Linked DNA regions of Mus musculus: region 2 is linked to region 1. The links are chromatin contacts, called in public HiCAR-type maps. All regions are on one chromosome and are shown on one strand. Each heading gives the region's core, a stretch centred on a gene start, on an enhancer-like site or on the middle of the called end of the contact. The rest is flanking DNA. Distances are from core to core; before and after follow the strand shown. Region 1 overlaps Cep89 (centrosomal protein 89). Region 2 has its middle 34 kb from the start of Gm30483.

Region 1 (2,700 bases), core at 70-2,569:
AGGGCTCAGCACATCCCACAGGGACACCCCCACAAACTCTTGAGCTCTCCCCACAGGCCCACCCTTCACCCCAGGTCCTGGGCTCTCTCCACAAGCCTACCCTCACCCCACTAATAGTAATTGACACCTTCCCAAAGCTAGTCACAGCATCAGACCCCAGAGCCTTCACAGGGAGCTGCCAACTTTCCTTCAGATGACTCTTCTAGGCACTCTGTAAACACTAAGCTGAGCATGCCCATCACAGTGAACCCCAAAAGGCCAGTACCTGGGGAGGGAGGAGGCTTTTCATGCAACCGGACTTTCTCACCCTAGGGAGGAAAAGACGAGTGTGATTATGTGTGAGCACGGCATGCTCACAGTGGACTGGCAGGGACTGGCAGGGACTGACACAGAGGGAGGCTGCAGGTGGAGGGTGGAGCTTCCTCTTCACTTGGCCCTGAGAATCTTTCTTTAGCACCTGGACTTTAACCCTTCCTGTTTTCTTACAACTGAACCCCTGGGGAAGGCTCTCTCCGGGCCTAAGTGTGCAGTGCAGTGACTGTATTTTCACTGAAGGTCTCTTCACTTTGTAACTAAAGCATGTGACGGCCCACTAGGCAGCAAAGCGGGTTCTAACTGCTGAGAAACTAGATCATGGCTGCCTCTCAGTGAGCAGAAGGCTGGGCGCTGCCCTTAGCTCTCCCACTGTGTATGGATGTAGGGTTGCGGTGGCGTTCTGCTGTGAGGTTATAACTCTTCTGAGTAAGCTTTTGTTTTGTTTTCTCAGACAGGATCTGCAGCCTTGACCCAGGAACTTATGATCCTCCTGCTGAGATGAATCCCATCCAGGTGCTGGGAATCCAGGTGTGAGCCACCACATCTGGTGAGACAGGTTTAACTATTAAATTCCTAAAAGGAGAAACTTCAGGGAAGGCTTCTTTCAGTGCTTGCACCTGGGTTATTAAAGCTGCCGATCATTCTAGGAATTCTGGAAGTGATTTCTTACTTTTCATGAGTCATGTCCACAGCTAAACTTTGGAAACTTGAACTTCCTCCAGGTTTATGAGTATTAAGTGAAGCTAGGTGTCAGGGACAAAGGAAACTCTATCTCCTCACATTCTGGCTATTAGACAAAAGGCCAGTTTTCCTCAGGAGCTTGTTAAGTTGGTTCCCCTCTCCCAAAGGAGCCACTTCCTTACCGCTGGCAGAAGGGAAAATGGCTGTCTGTGGTGCCTACTAGCACACCAAAGCACATGCTGGCCGCCAGGCTCCCTCAGTATCTCAAGTACCTAGTTCTTCTCACCTTCCCCTCCCCCAAACTTCCTCCAGCTCAGGGGCTCCCCTCCCCCAGCTACTCATGCTCCCTATAGCCCCGCTAGTTCAGCTACTCTTGGTCTCACACCTGGCCTCCCTCTCTCTTGCTTCTCTTTGTCTTCATCTCTCACTCTCCCCTCTTCTCTCCCCGCCCATGACCAGGTCCAGGCTGTTGGCCATGCTCAGTCTACTGCTCTCGCTCTCTGCTCTGGACTCTTCCAGATGTCCTTGGCTAGACTCTCCTTTCTGGCTACAGTAAAAGCCTTTCCCTTAACCATACCATGGAGCACTCATGTCTTCAGTTCATACGCTACGAATGTAGTTAACCCAAAATGTACTTGCCTAGTAAACACAGGGAGCTCAGCTCAAGACCTCAAAATATTGGGGTGTGTGTGTGTGTGTGTGTGTGTGTGTGTGTGTGTGTTTGTGAGTGTGTATGTGTGCGCATGTTAGTGTGTGTGTGTATATGTATCTGTGTGTGCGTTTGTGTGTGAGTGATGGTAACTCAGGTTTCCACAGCAGCCCCCTCTTACAGAGACTAACAGGAGCCCTGCTGAGACACTATCTATTCAAGTGCCTCCATGACAAGCATCCTGGAAGCAGGATTTCTCTCCTGGAAAGTGGGTTTACATCAAAGTGGGTATGACCACATATCCTACTACCCACTCCCTTCCCCCTTCCGTGCCTGGCTGCAGGCTTGTGCTGTGACACCTCCCTCATCCTGAGAAAGCTATACAAGGAATTCCCTGCTTTTGCCATGTGGCCTCCAATTCCTCAGATCCTGCACTCTGGAGACCCTGGGATGTTATCTGTCTCTGGTGCTTAGGCTCTCCTCGGAGCTCTGCTGTCTCTGTGTCTGTCTGCTTGAGGTATAAACAAGTCTAACAAAACCCCTTAGTCCCCAGTGATCCACCTCAGCGCCTCTCCTGAGTCACTCTCTCGAACCCCTCACCACGGAGGAGGTCAGTCAGTGAAGCATGCAGCAGAAAGACCTCTAATGAGAAGACCTTTTAATACAACAGTGTTATTATGAGGAAATAAAAGATCACAAATCAAGATTAAGTTGGTTTCATCCAAGGAAGCAAAGGAAATTGAACATGTATTAATCAGGAAACGGAAACACAGTACAGAGTCAGGGACAGAAGTCGCATGGCTCAAAAGTAAAATAAAATAAAAATAAATAAAAGAGAAAAAAATCAAAGACAAATTATAGTAAAAAGTCTACTTTTTAAAATAGGAATTCTTGAAAATAAGCTTACCTCTAGATTCAGAACAGAGTGTTTAACATCTGGTTTAAAAAGGAGAAAACGGAAAGTTTTAAAAGCATAAGAAATTAGACACATGAGAAGAGTATACTAATAAACCCAGAGACTTACCTTGTCCCCAAGTGTAGAGCAAGGCAGTGGC
Region 2 (2,700 bases), core at 53-2,552, 1.9 Mb before region 1:
TATGTCCGGGCTTGCTAGATTTCCATGCAGCAGGCCTGATCCCACCATCTGTAAAGTTCTAGGTTTTTTGTAATACTTCTAAGCTGTTTCTAATCTATTTTTACTGCCTTGTTCTGTCCTGAAATGTCAAAGAGTGCAGACTAGGTCTAGGAATTAACATGACAGTTAAGAAACTTGGCAAGGCTTTACAGCAGATTGTGACATTAACGGAACACAAAGGGGCAAGGCAGGATTAACGTTAATGCTCGCTTGCAGACACTATAAAAATCTATATGTCCGCGATCAGGGAATTGAAAAATAGGCTGCGTTTTAGGACAGCACTATTAAAGACAGATCTTTACAGCGAAGGGAGAGTTCCATATGAAAAGCACGTTACAGGGAAATAGTGCCCTGGTCCCTTCTGGAAAGTACAACAGGTTTGCGTCCTAGGTCAAGTAGGCATACAGCTCACTATGGCTGCCAATCCCCCCCCCAGTACCACCCCCCCCCTGCCCACACCCCTGGTTTCTTTAATCTGCGGTGAAACTGCCTTGGAAGCACTAATAGCATCCGCAGTCCCCCACCCCACCCCCCAGCCCCGGCACCCCCCTCCACCCCCACCCCCCATCCCTGGCCCCCGGCCCCAGCACCGCCCCGGCCCCAGCTGTGGAAGAGATCCTTTGATAGATGTACCTAGAAGCGGGATCATTTGTTTAGATTCTCAGATTGAAAAAATAAATCACATAGGGCCAACTTTTAATTTCATTTTAGGAAGGTTTCAAAGAACTGTATGCAGGAAGGCGTGCTGAGTCGTTCTCTCTCTCTCTCTCTCTCTCTCTCTCTCTCTCTCTCTCTCTCTCTCTCTCTCCCTTAATTCTTCCGTGGTGATTGTATAAACACTAATGACCTGACCTCCTTGGCGGGCTCCTGAATTCTGATTGGGGAACTAAGTCTTGGCATTTTAATCATGTGACTGCACCCACAGGGAAGGGTGGACGGAGCTGGTGCCGCTTACAGGCTCCCCGGGGTGCAGACTCCAAATCCCGGACCCACTCTTCTGGTCCGCATGACCTCAGGGCAGTTTAGCAACTTCTCTGGACCTCAGAGTCTTCCCTCCGGAGTGGAGGAAACAAATGTGTACCCACAAGGGAGTGTGTGCCTGTGAAGTCCCGGCGTACAGTAACTGCCGGCGCAGTTATTTTTGTTCCTTTGTTTTTAATTGGAGTGGAGTGGTAAGAATCTGTGAGGGTAGGGAGGGCGGAGGGGAGTCCTGGCCTTTAAACACAGTCTACTCCCCACGGAGTCAGCGCAGCTGCTATCAAAGAAACCTTTCTTCTAGAAAGATCTCTGATCCCATGTGTACTCTGGCCGCCTCCCTCCAGGGAGGCTGGGGGCTGAAACACAGCTGCTAGCTCAGATCTTTGGCCTGTCTGCTTTGCATGCCAGCACCCCAGGCCTCTGTTTATCCACCTGTAAATAGGGCACACTAGCACCTCCTACGAGTTGAGAATAAAACCAGTCAGCCAATAGGAAGTTCTGTGGGTTTAAAAGAGTGTGGATCCAAAAGGAATCAGAGTCCGTATTTGACAGAGATGTCTGAAAGCCTATGGCCATTGCTGCACTGCAGCTGATGCACGGGGCCAGCTTAGGTGCCTACCAACAGGAGAACAGGGAAAGACCACGTGAGATACACACACAGTAGAGTGTTAGTCGGTCATAAAGAGAAAATGGAAACACGTTCCCTGCAGAAGGAAAGCGGATGAAGTCAGAGGTTGTCATGGTCAGTGAAATAAGCCAGATACAAATAAATATACAATGTTGGCTCTCATGTGGAATCTAGAACAAAAATGTATAGGAAAAATAGAAAAGGGGTATAGATAATAGCAAGGAATAAGAAGGAAGGGTGAAAGAGCTGTCAAGGGGGAAATAGAACACACTCACCTATGGAGTTAATATACATTCTTTTAAAAAGAGAAAAAGATCCAAAGTGATGATAAGTAAGCAAGCCCCTTTTGCTAAGGTGGGGCAATATTTAAAAATAACAGCTAGTAGCTCTGGCTGTCCTAGAGCTAGCTCTGCAGAGCAAAATGGCTTCAAACTCAGAGTTCCGCCTGCCTCTGCCTGGGATTAAAGGTGTTTGCTACCACATGGGAATTGTGGGAGGTTTTGTTTTGTGTTGTGTTTGTTTGTTTGTTTCCAGGGCTGTTATGGGGATAGCTATGCCCCTCTGTCTATGCAGGACAGGGCCCACCTAGGCAGCCCATCTCAGCTTAAACACATGGCCCAAGAGGCTAAGAGAAGCTTGTCTGGTGCGGTGTTCTGCAGGGTCATTGCTGGCTTGCTGATGTCTCTGGGAGTGTCCCTGCAAACGTTGACTGATTCAGCCTAGGTGGCTTGTCCCCAGAAAGGGATGACACTGAGCCCAGTGTTTCAAAGCGATCTGGAGCAACGGTCCCTCACACCAGGGCCCAAGGACCAAGTAAGATTTTATGCCACCCCTGCTCACAAAGTTCTCCCTACAAGCACCCCGTGATCCCCATTAGCAACAAGGACTTTGCGACCTACTAGTCTGAGGTGAAGAAGCTGAGGGGCGGGAGACATCGTTGGCCAGGAACACATGGTGCCTGTCTGAACACACGCTTTAGATGTGCGTATATGCATTTGCTCACTCGGCTCACTCTTCTCCCAGGTGACCCTCCTAGCTGTAGGTGTGAACCCCTT

What was found. HiCAR-type assays count read pairs that join an accessible place to other places.
Region 2: a contact with region 1 is called in a HiCAR-type map of astrocytes, with 14 times the contacts expected there. The contact joins two enhancer-like sites. A contact is called at or near these places in 1 of 39 promoter capture datasets (hippocampal neurons), 1 of 484 Hi-C or Micro-C datasets (cortical neurons) and 2 of 115 datasets of contacts at active chromatin or transcription factors (astrocytes and large pre-B cells).

What each region holds. Positions count from the first base shown.
Region 1 is chr7:35,414,025-35,416,724 of GRCm38.p6, reverse strand. It overlaps Cep89 (centrosomal protein 89), which reads right to left. Exons shown (of 19, transcript NM_028120.3): 6 at 2,553-2,581; 7 at 266-308. Gm42378 (a long non-coding RNA gene) reads left to right here. Exons shown (of 4, transcript XR_881963.3): 4 at 767-1,711. Among named protein-coding and RNA genes, the nearest start is that of Cep89, 18 kb to the right of the region's middle. Within about 2 kb of position 1,319, at least 57 of the 459 cell types and tissues checked have an H3K27ac peak or open chromatin away from gene starts, as enhancers often do.
Region 2 is chr7:37,360,548-37,363,247 of GRCm38.p6, reverse strand. It overlaps a transcript of Zfp536 not described here. Among named protein-coding and RNA genes, the nearest start is that of Gm30483, 34 kb to the right of the region's middle. Within about 2 kb of position 1,302, at least 70 of the 459 cell types and tissues checked have an H3K27ac peak or open chromatin away from gene starts, as enhancers often do.